Linked DNA regions of Sus scrofa: region 1 is linked to region 2. A link is a contact called in public HiChIP or PLAC-seq data. All regions are on one chromosome and are shown on one strand. The core of a region is the stretch at or near the end of the contact, and the rest is flanking DNA. Distances in the headings are between cores, read along the strand shown.

Evidence for each region. HiChIP or PLAC-seq counts read pairs in DNA pulled down with a chosen protein or histone mark.
Region 1: an H3K27ac HiChIP or PLAC-seq map of skeletal muscle shows a contact between it and region 2. The contact joins two enhancer-like sites. A contact is called at or near these places in 1 of 47 Hi-C or Micro-C datasets (embryonic fibroblasts) and 1 of 2 datasets of contacts at active chromatin or transcription factors (skeletal muscle).

The regions. Positions count from the first base shown.
Region 1 is chr6:5,801,950-5,808,413 of Sscrofa11.1, reverse strand. All of the region lies in intron 1 of CDH13 (cadherin 13, H-cadherin (heart)), which reads left to right. Among named protein-coding and RNA genes, the nearest start is that of CDH13, 27 kb to the left of the region's middle. Within about 2 kb of position 4,238, at least 1 of the 83 cell types and tissues checked has an H3K27ac peak or open chromatin away from gene starts, as enhancers often do. A contact at or near this core is called in skeletal muscle, where this site is marked.
Region 2 is chr6:5,150,349-5,156,757 of Sscrofa11.1, reverse strand. All of the region lies in intron 6 of CDH13 (cadherin 13, H-cadherin (heart)), which reads left to right. Among named protein-coding and RNA genes, the nearest start is that of HSBP1, 360 kb to the right of the region's middle. Within about 2 kb of position 3,272, at least 13 of the 83 cell types and tissues checked have an H3K27ac peak or open chromatin away from gene starts, as enhancers often do. A contact at or near this core is called in skeletal muscle, where this site is marked.

The DNA.
Region 1 (6,464 bases), core at 2,989-5,488, 650 kb before region 2:
TTATTGAGTTCCTTCTGTGAAGCATGGAGAAAAGAGTGCAGTGTGCATTGTTTCAATCCTGAATCCGGAGGGTGGAGGGTATTGCCTTCCTGCTTTACAGATGAGGAGGCTGAGGCTCGGAGAAGGGAAGCCACTGGAACAAAGCCGCGCAGGCAGTCCTAGGGAGTAGAGCTGGGCTTCAGCTTCACATTTGGCCCTGCTGGTTCCCCTGCTATCCCCACCTGCCCGTGGCAGTGCCTGCAGTGGCAGAAACAACACCGTGTGGTTTCCCAGCCTCGGACCTTAGGACTTAGGCTGGGTCATTGGTATGACATTTGAACAGGCTGCTAGAAATGTGGCCTCGAGGGAAGATCAGACATGACTGACACTTCGGGAAGGACCAGCTCTGTCCAATCAGAAGAAATTTGGAGCCTTTCATCTTCTCAGAGGCTACAAGTACCAACTGGCACTTTGAAAGCAAAAACTTGCTGAGCCAACGTATTGTTGCTGCCTTCCTCTGCCAGTGACAGTCATCGAAGCAGAGTTCTCAGAATACGCTGCCGTCCCAGCGCTTCGCAGAGATGGTTGTCCTGCGCAAGGCTCAGGGGCTGGGGAGGAGGAATTATGTAGTAGAGTTGGATCTCCATTTCCACGGAGGCTTGCGCTTTGGAAAAGCATTGCTTGTCTGTCATTCCTGACTGTCACTGATGACACTTCAGGCTCTGAAAGGTTACAGGAAAATAACAGGCTTCTGGCAGTTTCCAGCAAGTTCTCTGTCTCACCTGGGCCAGGATTGTGCATGTGCTTTTCATTCGTGACAAGATGAGGAGAGCTTGGTTAAATAAGGATCAGCTGCTCTTTATACATCTTTTCTGATTAGTGGTATCAGAAAGCCATTCATCTGGTTTGAAGATAGACGGGCGGTTGCCGTCACTACACTGTGGGCTTTTGAAGCTCGCTCTGTGATGTGATTATAGCACATACTTAGATTGTGCACCAGGGGGTAAGGTTGACCTTTGATCCTACTCCTCATTTAAAAATCACAGATCTTGGAAAATGAACCAATCTAGGAAGATGCTGGAAGCTGCATTTGCTGCTGAGGTTGGCTGTCAAACTAATTTAACTGGCCTGCTTTACCTAGAATTCTGGTTTTTCTGATTAAAACAGATGACCTTTAAAGCCCTTTTTTCTCTAACAATCTCTGGAGGACATCTGGTCTTTTGCGAGTTCTGATGGGAACCCAGAATCGGGCCACTACTGTGAGTTCCAAATGAGGACAGTGCACAAAGCATCCATTGGAAGAAATTCAGGACCATTATCCAAACCCAGAGTGTATGTTCTTTCTTTTTCTCATTCATTCACTTATTCATTCACTCATTCATTCAGTCAACATTTATAGAGCCTATCATGTGCCAGTTCTGGGATGGTAACAGCAATAAGGAGGTAACGTGATGATAGTTCCTGAATGCAGAATCTTATGACTCAGAAGTTGAAGCAGATAAAACCGTCAGCGTCGTCAAGACAGGATGAAAGGACCTGGGAATACATCCACTTGGAAAACCGTTCGGTTTGGCTTTGATAGATACCGCCAGACAGTTTTCCACGTGGTTGTAAAGAAGGCAGGAGGGGGCCTTCTGAGAACCTGACAGTGCTTTACTTTTTGACCTCATTTGCACCTTGTGAAAAATGCTGAGCTCTATACTGAGGGTTTTTGCACACTTTCTACAGTGCCTTGTAGAATTTAAATTAAAAAATACAGAAATAAAGAGTTATCAGCTTCAGGCCCTTTGGGAGCACAGAGGGACAAATGGCCCTGCCCAGAGGAGGAGAGTAGAGGGAGAATGGAGGAGGGCTTTCTGGAGCAGACCAGGAATATTTGACCTGGGCTGGAAGGATCAACAGGAAGTAGACAGTCAGAAAATGGGCTGGGATGTGCTCACGCAAAGCCCAGAGTCAGAAGGAAGTCATGGAGTGGAGGGAGCGGGCAGCTGGGGCTTGGGAGGCCCTCGAGTTGTTTGGTGTGGCCGAAGCCCGGTCTCTGGGGAGAATCACTTGGAAAGAAACACTTGAGCCTGAGAAGCAATTTCCTTTATTCCATAAAACTGCAAAGATACTCATCAGCCGTTCCAGAAACGTCTATTTATGCCCACAATGTGTCAGGAAGTTGGGGAGGTTCTGAGGATACAGAGGTGGAAGGGACCAATTCTTGTTCTCAAGGAGCCGCCCACAGAGTGTGGCGAGGCAGCAGGTCCAGTTCTCTCCTCCTTAAGCCTCAGGAGGTCGGTTTGAGATGATCTGGTGGTGTCAGTTTCTTCTTTGATTCAAGGTCAGTTCCTCAGCCCCTGCAGTGTCAGTGACATGGCACTCCCCAGACCCCTGGCAGGAAGGATCATTCCCTTGAGTAGTTGTGAGCCAAGCATGTAACATCGCGTGAATGTTTGAAAACTTCTCCTGGTTTTCAGAATGCAATTCTGACAGTGCTGAAGGCTGCCAATTAAATGAAGATTTAGATAAAGGCTGTGTGGGAGAGGGAACATAATATTCTTAAACCTAATAATGGTTTCCTTCTGTCTTTTTGAAGCTCTCGAATAATCCTGATTGACTGGCTCTCTGCTTTGGGCATTCCCATTTACTGGACAATTTAATAACATTTAAAATGTTTGACAACCTTTATTTGGGGGCAGACATCCCCAGGGGAGCAGGCTATGAGTAAAGATATGAAGGCTGTACAGTTGAAAAGAGGAACCAGGATTTAAATAATTTTTGTTTCATATTCGGAACAAGTTCCCTGCATGCTGGATAGCAGGAGGCACAGAAAGGGTGAGAATAGGCTCTTAGATGATAATATTAATCGTGGGAAATCTGTAATGACTGCCATGCAGCCTTGTGCTAAGTGTTTTCCTTGTACCACCTCATATACTCTGACAGCCCTGAGGTGGGTGCTAACATTGTACCCATTATGCAGGTGAAGTAGCCCAACCTATGGCCATGGAGCTTAGAAGCCGTGGGGCTTGTGGTTCTCCATCTTGTACTCATTCTGTTGGCTCTGGAGTACACGGTGTGCTGCAGGAATTGGAGGAATTCAGAAAGAAATCCTAGGCGATTTTCCTCCCTTTCCACTGCACTGGAGGTTCATCTGTTCATACACACATTCGCTCATTCATCCATTCAGCACCCTTATTGAGTGTCACCCTGTGGCAGCTGTGGTTCTAAGCACCAAGAATGCCGCAATGGACACAACCAAGTCTCTGCCTTCAGAGAGCTTTCGTTGAAGTGGGCGAAGAAAACAGCGAAGAAACTGTTCATCTTGAGTGCCGAGCAAACACCAGGTGCTGTGAAGGGTGAAGTGTACTGAGGATGCTCTTTTCCACGGGGTGGAGGTTTGAGGGGGAGGGGCCTCTGAAGAGGGGACATTGCGACTGAGACCCGCCTGTGGTAGAGGAGACAGTCTGGCAGGCAGAGAAGAGAACAAGTTCAAAGTCCCTGGGGCAGGAATACGCCTGGTTTTGATCTGGAAGTAGTGAGGTGACCATAGTGGCTGAACCAAGAATGGGAGATGAGGTCAGGAGACAGATTTGGCTATGGGAAGGCTTTGGATGTTATTTTGAGAGTGATGGGAAATGTGGGGAGAGGCCAAAGCAGTGACACTGTTAGTATGTGCAGTAGAGGAAGCCGAAAGCAGTTTAGAAGTCTGAAGAAGTTCACCTCCTCCACAGTCCGTTTTCTTGTTCATGTATATTAATTTTACACATATTAATTCATTAAGTCCTCACAGTAACTCATGAAGTAGGCATTGCTATTGTTACTGTTATTATTATTCCTCGTTTTCCACTGGGGAAACTGAGGCCCAAAGCAGGCACGGCCACCCATATAGGAAGCAGTGGAAATAGGATGCCTTTGGGTTAGCAGCCCCACCACTCAGGTGGTTTAAATTCCAGCTAGCACTTGGTGGGCACCTGCTGTGTACCAGAGTCTGCATGAGGCTGGAAATGCCCTGACACACCCTTTAGATCCTGGTCTGTCTCCGGGGAGAGACAGAGAATTAAGCAGAGAGTCAGGGTGCAGAATAGCAAGTGCTGGGCTAGTGGGCCGCTTGGATTTTGATTTGGGAGTGCAGAGAAAGAGTATCTGGCCCAGTAGAGGTGGGGAGGCCAAAGCTGACCTCTGAGTTGGGAGTGGACACCATGTTGAAGATGACCAAACAAAGCTGGGTTTGGGAGTGGGGAGGACTCCAAGCAGAGACACCAGTGGTTCAAAGGCATAAGGTGGGGCGAGAACAGCAGCTGGCTCAGCATGGCCAGAGGGAGGCAGGGGTCACCGGGCTGCATTTGGATGGTGACGTGTGTGTGTGTGTGTGTGTGTGTGTGTGTGTGTGTGTGTGTGTGTGTGTGTGTGTATGTGTGTGTGTGTATGATGGTGATGAAATAGGCTAGAATAGAGGAAGACAGCTTCACACTTGGTTGCGTTTTTTTTTTTTTTTCCCCAGTTTTTAAATAAACTTAATTATAAAGAGCTGTTTTAGGCTGACAGCAAACTTGAGTGGAAGGTATACAGATTTCACATACATTCCTTTCCCCCACATATGTACAGCCTCCCCCACTATCAAACTCCCACGGCAGAGTGGTGCATTTGTTATAATTGCTGACCTGCATGGACACATCATTATCTCTCAAAGTCCATGGTTTACATTCAGGCTCCTTCTTGGTGTTGTACATTCTCTGGGTTTGAAAAATGTATAACGACATGTACCTGTCGTTATCGTATCATCTGGACTATTTCACTACCCTAGAAATCCTCTGTGCTCTGCCTTTTCATCCGTCCTTCTTCCCCAACCCCTGATCCTTTAATTGTCTTCATAGTTTGCCTTTTCCAGAATGTCATATAATTAGAAGAACACATTTTCAGATTGGCTTCTCTCACTTAGTAATATGTATTTAAGTTTCCTCCATGTCTTTTCGTGTCTTAATAGCTCATTTCTCTTTATTGCCACATAATAATATTCTATTGTCTATATGTACCACAGTTTATTTATCCATTTACCTGCTAAAGGACCTCTTGCTTGCTTCCAAGTTTGGCAATTATGAATAAAACTGTTATAACATTTGTATGCAGGTTTTTTTATGGATATAAGTTTTCAGCTCCTTTGGAGAAATAGCAAGGAGTGCAATTGCTGGATTATATGGTATGTTTAGTTTTCTAAGAAACTGCCAAATTGCCTTCTAAAATGGCCGTACCATTTGCATTCCCATCAGCAATGAATGGGATTTCCTGTTACTCCATATCTTCATCAGTATTTGGTGTTGTTAGTTATTCGGATATCAGCCATTCTAATAGGTGAGTGGTGATATTTCAATGTTGTTTTAATTTGCATTTTCCTGATGACATAATGTTGGGCATTTTCGATATGATTGTTTGCCACCTGTATATCTTCTTTGGTGAGGTATCTGTTAATGCCTTTGGTCCATTCTCTTTTTCTTTTTTAGCTGCCCCATGGGATATGAAGTTCCCCGAGCCAGGGATCAGTTCTGAGCCACAGTTGTGACACATGCCATGGCTGTGGCAATGCTGGATGCTTTGACCCACTACCCTGGGCCACAGATCCAACCTGAATCCTGGAGCTGCAGAGATGCCACTGATCCCATTGTGCCACTGTGGGAACTCTATGGCCCATTTTAAATTGGGTTGTTTATTTTCTTATTGTTGGTTTAAAAGGTATTTGTATATTTTGAATCATAGTCCTTTGTCAGATATATATCTTTTGCAAATATTTTCTCCCAGTCTCTGAATTACTTTCTTATTCTTGATAGTCTCTTTTGCAGAACAAAAGTTCTCAATTTTAATGAAGCCTAGCTTATCAGTTCCTTTTTTCTTGGATCATACCTTTGCTGTTATATCTAAGAAGTTATTGCCATATTCAAGGCCATATGCATTTTTTCTCCTGGGTTATCTTCTAGGTGATTTATGATTTTGTATTTTACATTTAGGTCTGTAATCCATTTTGTGTTAATTTTTGTGGAGGATGTAAAGTCTGTGTCTAGATTTGAATTTTGCCTATGGATATTCACTTGTTCTAGCTGGATAGTCTTGGTTGAAAATACTTCTTTGTGCAGTTATATTGCTTTTGCTCCATTGTGTTGCCTTTGCTGCTTTCTCAAAGATCAGTTGACTGTATTTAAGAGGCTCTCTATTCTGTCCCAGGGATATGTTTATCTATTTGCCCACTCTTTATTACCATAGGTTTATGGTAACTCTTGAAGTTGAGTTGTACCAGTTGTCTGACTTCCTTATTTTTCAATGTTGAGGTGAGTTTTCTGGGTTTTTTTGCCTCTTCATATAAATTTTAGAATCCTTTTTTTTTGGTATATATTCAAAAATAACTTGCTAGAATTTGATTGGGATTCTGTTGACTCTTTAGATCAAGTTGGGGAGTTCCCCTCGTGGCTCAGCGGTTAACAAATCCGACTAGGAACCATGAGGTGCGGGTT
Region 2 (6,409 bases), core at 2,023-4,522:
GAAACTATTATTACAGAAATGTTATATTGCATTGTAGAAATTTGGAAAAGTCAGAGAAGCAAAACTAAGAACATAAATCACCATAATCATGCCACCCCAAGATTATTGCCGTCAACAGTTCAATGTATGTTTTTGTAGATAGTTTTTAGGCAAATTTTTATGCGCACGTATATGGATCATTTATATGTCCATGTATACAGATCGGCCTCTTCTTTGGAGTTCCTTCTTTTTTGGGGGCGGGGGGGGCCACATCTGTGGCATGCGGAAGTTCCTAGGCCAGGGATTGAACCTGTGCCACAGCAGGGACCCAACCCATTGCAGTGACAATGCCGGGTCCTTAGCCCTCTGAGCTACATGGGAGCTCCTGGTTGATGGAGAATTTGATCCATCTCAGTGTGGCTTCCACAGCTTCCGTCTCAAGGAGCTCACACCACTGGCTCACTCCTGCAGGGTCTAGATGAATTGTCCAAAATGCCAGGCTTACTCTCTGCTCTCCAGGTTGGTACCTAAAGTGTGGTCAATGACAGCAGCCAGCTGTGCAGCTGGGATCAACACAGCCCCATGATCCAGGGGGATCTTCATTCTTTGTGTACCTGCCTTTCCATTTGCTTCCTTGTCTCAGAATTGCATGGCACCTCTGTTTGCTCAGACCACTGTAAGAAAACAGCATAGATTGGGTGCCTTAAGCAACGGATATTTATATCCCATAGTTCTAGAGGCTAGGAGTCCAAGATCGAAGTGTCAGCAGATCTGTATCCATTGGGCTTTTCTTAAGGGAACAAAGCCTGGGAAGAAGCAAGCCCTCGAGACGCCGTGGTGGCAGCCTGGGTCATGCCTCCCTTCCCTGTCTGCCACTGTTGCTCTGGGGCCCTTGCGCTGTCCGGGCGTTCTGAGAGCAGAGGTGATGCTCCTGTTCCCCATGTGTGACCTGACTTGTGGCAGAGATGGCTCCTTGCAGGAGGAGCTGAAGCAGGAGAGGGGGCCTCAAAGCAGGGTGCGGGGCTGCTCTCACCACCTGCTCCTGAGCAAGCGCCAGGAAAATCCACTGGAGCCGACCCTGGGCTGAGCAGTGACCTGGCTCTTAGCAGGCCAGCTCCTGCTCTCAGATTGCTCTTCTCAGCTCTCAGATGATTTCCTTTCTAATTCAACCCACGCACTGGCCTCTGTTGGTACGGCTGGATATGTGGGTGCCCACCTACTGGGGGCAGCAGTGCCCTCTGCTGCCTCCAACCCCGGGGACTCTGGGCTAATAAACACCTTCTGAGACATTCTTTAGTACCCCTCTGTGACTTTCATAAACTCTTAACTGGCCTCCACACATCTTTTTAAAACATAATAAGCCCCAAGTATAATATACAGGAAAAATAATTTATACAAGAGTGTCAAGGTTAATAAAAGAAAATAGGCAAATGCTCAAGCACAACCACCTGGGAGACAGAAGGAGGTTGTCCAAGGTGAGAATCCTTGCACGAGGTCACAGCAAATGCATCGGCTACAAGTACACAGGGACACAGGTCTGTTACTCAGCCATACCATCAGTCAAGTGATTTTCCAGAACTGGTAGGTTCTGATCCAAATTAAAAAAAAAAAAAAAAGAAAAACCCTCCCTCTCTTGACACGGTAGCTGTGTCCTGGTGAAATGCAGAATATATGCAACTCTGCCAAGATATTCGGGGTTGAAATGTAAGACTGGGTTAAATTCTAGACCCAGATAATTATAAATAGATGGGAGCTGTTTTTCCCACCAAAGCCTGGCCATCAGGGTAACTCAGAATTTATAGGGGACAATCCTATGTGGTGTAAGACCCCATGTACATGGACCATGTGGTGTCAACTGCCACCTCTGAGTAAATGCTAGTAGCACTCCCAGTTATTGTGGGAACCACAACCCCTCCTTCCAAAACATGAACCCAAGCTTCTTGCTTCTGTTGTCTTCCTTGAATGTTTTCCGCAGCCTAAATCATGACCCCACTGCCTAATCACCCCTTGGCCCTATGCAAGTCTCTTTCCTCATCTACAAAATGGGTGCATGCAGGAAGGTAATCAGTAGCTCCCATCTCAAAGGGTATTTAGCACTGTCCTTAGTGAGTTATAAGTATTAAATGAATGTTAATTTTTGTTTATAACTTACATGATATATAATTTATGAGCGTCCTTAAAATTGCCATGAGCGCATACGTACTTAAAAGCAACGAGCTAAGATTCTGAGTGCTATTTCATGGATTTTAGAGAACTGAATTAGATTCTAGAACCTCAGCTATCATCGTGACAGCCCCCCTGATGGAGTTCTGAAGCCAGGGCTCTGAAGCTGTTCCTTGAAGGGAATTCGCAGCGGGAACGTCACGGGAATGTTCGCTCTTCCTTAGACGGGTGTTCCGGAATTGCTTTGGCATTTCTTACTGAATGGCTTCAGGCCCTCACCCAGGACCACAGCTTCCCCAGACCGAGCCCTAAGTTGCAATATAAAACAACAAAAGATGCCAAGAGTACAGCCTGGTTCAAAGACAGACGCAGCACACAAAAAGAATAACAATGTAAGAGCTTCTGCAATTACACGCTGAATTATTTGGTGCCATCTTTAAATTATGTAGGAAATAGGAAAAGGAAGAGCTCAGGGTAGACGGGGGCAAGCTTGGGGAAGGAGGGAGGCCGGAGCTGGCCCTGAAGGATGGAGGGAGTCTGGGTCAGGGGCGGAGGGAGAGGAGAACGCACGGGCTGAAAGAAGGGGGGAAGGGAGCCTGTGCGGCTGGGATGGCGGGTCCTCGGCTGTTGGCGCGCAGGCCTGGGCAACAGCCCTTTCAGGAGCCAGAGCGGGGTCCCTACCAGATAGTTGATAAGGCAATATCCAACTGTCCCAGATGCCCCGATAACGTGTCCCAGGGATATGCCTGGTGGGATACCCTGAGACCCTGTCACCCAGAGCTGCCGCTAAGCTGAGGCCAGGCGGTGCCCATGCAAGTGCCTCCTGTGTGGGTGGGAGCTTTCGGCTCCCCACTGGGCTCTGCAGTCTGGAAAAGCACGCGTTCTCGTGGGAATATTATTCTTGCCTTTGGGAGGGGCTGTGGGAACGTGCAGTTACTGCTGGGGAACTTTTCCCAGCATACATGCTTGTTTATGATGATGAATGACGGGCGCAGGCTGAGCGCAGCGATTCTTTTTCTGGAGGTGGCATGAGAATCCCGCCCGGAATTTCTGTTACATTCTGCTGCCAGAGCCCAGTGACTCAGAGGCAAAGTTCATGTTTACTGGAACACGGAATCGGCTAGGAACCAGGATGGCTGCTGCGCTGCTGCTCCCTGGCCCTGAGGGGGCGCAGGCTTGTATGTGACAACATTGGTCTCTCCCTTGATGTCACAGGGACCAGGCTAAACCTGTGCTTTCACTCATTCATTCATTCAACAAATACTTGTTAATGCCAGACTTCTGGCCTCACGGACTCTATGTCTCCCTCTAGTGGAGGGAAACGATAAACAAGGTGACTAGGAATGCAGGATGGAGAGGAAAAAAATCAGCATGAAAAAGGATGGGCCAGACTGGGGTCAGCACACAATGGGACATTTTCAGCAGAGAGATGAAGGAAGGCTTATCTGAAAAAACAGTATTGGAGCACAGCCTCCCAGAAGTGAGTCACATCCATAACTGGAGGAAATAGTTTGTGCCCAGGTCCTGAGGCAGGGGCCTGTCTGGCATGTTGGAGGGGCTGCAAGGCAGCAGCGTGGGTGGAGCTCAGTGAGAAGAGAGAGAGAGAAGCAGGAGCTGAGTTGGGAAGAAGCAGCGTTTACTCACGAGGAAAGGCACGCCAGCAAGGAATTTGAGCCAACGCGTGGCACGCATGGCCTCACTTTAATTTTGTTGAGCCTCCCTGGCTGGTGTCTGGAAAAGGGATTGAAGCGGAAGAAAATGTTAGCAAGGTGATGCGTGGGGAGGCAGTTTCAGTCGCACGGGCGAATCTAGCCAAGCGCAGAAGCCAGGCGGTGGCAGGTGAAGCGCAGGTTCTGCGTCGATCTGGAAGCCAGAGCCGACGGATTGGCTGATGACTTATATGTGTGCCTGGAGAAAAAGAGAAAAGCCCAGGAACATCTCATGCTTATGACCCCCAGCAACAGGCCGGAGACAAGAGTTCTCCAAGGCATTGTTTTCTTGCTCGTGGCCGCCTGCCCTTTTCCAGTGGTACCTGGAAGGTGGGATAACTAGAACTCAGCTCCTTTCAAAGTGGCGTCTCCTGCCAGCAGCAACAGCTGGCCAAAGCGTCACCTCCTGGAGACTCAGGGTGTGAGGCGGGGGTGTGATGGTTTATTCTGGAAAACCCTCCACCCAGCTCTCCCACTGAAGGGTGAAGCAGAGGGTCCTTGCAAAGATTTCTTCCACCCAGTCCCTGTTGAAAGATGACAGAATATAAACATATGTCCACAGCTCTGGCAGGCTGCCGGTGTTGGTACAATAAGGTAGGTATCATGTGGTCATTAAAAGCTGAGGTCACTTGGACCGCGAATTATAAATAGTTTCCGCATGGAAATCTGACGGTTAAGCGATATATTAATAATTAACTAATTAATTCAGATGCATGTATGTCGCCCTTTTGAAACATCAGGTTCCTTCTCTGTAAAGTGGGAACATTGACTCCCTGGACTGGATGCGAGTAAAACCTCTGCCCACTGCTGTGCCAGTGACCAGTTATGCCAAGTGAGCTGATGGTCTTCATCCGTCACATGTCAGCTGATGCCCTCCAGGCATCTCCACGGGCTGTGGAAGGGAGCCCAGGCGCTTCCTTCCTCTGCCACGTGCTGGTCTCCGCCTTTTCAGCCCCTTCTCTGTTTCGGGTCATGAACATTTTATTTTGGGTCATAGCAGCACTTTTTATTTAACGCCTATGAAGAGTTAAGCCCCGTGTTAGGGGCTTTGAGTGAACTCTAGTCCTCACCAACCAGCTGGGGAAGAGGCGTGACAGCCACGCACAGGTGAGGGTCCCCAGGTTCATGGCTTTTCTAAGGTCACACAGCCAATGAGAAGGGAAGATCAGATTTCAACCCTGGGACTGCAAGGGTGTGAGGTGACACTCTGAATGATGAGGATGAGGCTGATAAGAACAGGATAGCAGAGGAGGAGGACAGAAACAGAAGAAATAACACATATTGCCACGCTTTGTTGCTAGAATGTTCTCTGTTTAGCTGTGTAATCCTCATAACGACCTTTTAAGGTAACTCCTATTATTGCCCCATAGAAGAGCTGAGAGAACTGAGGCTCTGTGACAGTAAATCACTTGCCCAAATGTCAGCCAGCCACTGAGTGGCAATGCATGGTTCAGATCTGAGCTGCCTAGTGTCCAAAGCCCATGGCCCTGATGCTGTGCATGGAGCCAGCCTCAGGCTGCTATTTTTCCATAATCTCCACGTATCATGTCCTGGCACCCCCTCCATGGTCATGGGCACCCCTCCTCCTTCCTGTGGCAAACCTCTCCCCATAGGTTGTGTGCCCTCAAAGGACTTTGAAGGTCACAGTGGTACGTGTGTCACTTTGATCAAGAAGAGATAGAGCTGGTGCGAGCCTGCCCCATCCTCTTCACGCTGGATTTAACCGTCAAGGAGTCCCGTGTTCATGAACGATCCTAGAAGTACCTGAATTTAAACCAGTCAAGAAGATCAGCCCTTCAGTCAAAGGCAGGGGCATTTCTCAGCAGCCGATAGGTGCTCAGTCTGCTCCAGCTGTGATGTACCTTGATTTCTCTCAGGGTATCCTCAAATGCTCTTATTTAAAAAAAAAAAAAAAAAAAAAAAAAAAAAAACACTAGAAAGTGTATCCACAAGTGAACATTCTTCTGCTCTGATGTGACTTTTAGAAAGTCTAGTTGTTCTTGATATGCAAACTAATGTGTAAGGAGCACAAGCAAGGGAGAGAAGCAGGATGCATTATTCATTGGAAAACAGCATCTTGTATTTTAGAAAGGAGAGCTCACCACTGTCAATTTAGTACACCCCAGAGCTGAGGAGGAACTCCATTAGCGATACACTGGTAGCCTGAAGAGTTGCTTATTTGATAAGTTAGGAGAGTGTTTTGAAGACATTATGCCCACGTGAAGCTGGAGATGGAATTGTTTATCTTTGCATCTACTTGTCCTCTTTCTCCTGTGAGTTGGCAGAACTCTTGAGGGTACGAATCAAGTCTGATACCTGCTTACAGATGCAGCACCTGGCATACTGCCCTGTCCCTATTCAGAGGAAAAGAAATGTCTGTTGTAAATGATAAAATCCCCAAGAGAGAACGCCTTAGAGAACTGACCTGGAGCAATTGACTTACCAGCTGAGACTCTAGCCTCGCTCAAGATGCTCAGTGTCCACACTTGGTCTATTTGAACAAGTCTAGAAAAGCCTCTGCTGACCTACAGGAAAAAATGTCCCTGTCTTTACTGGTC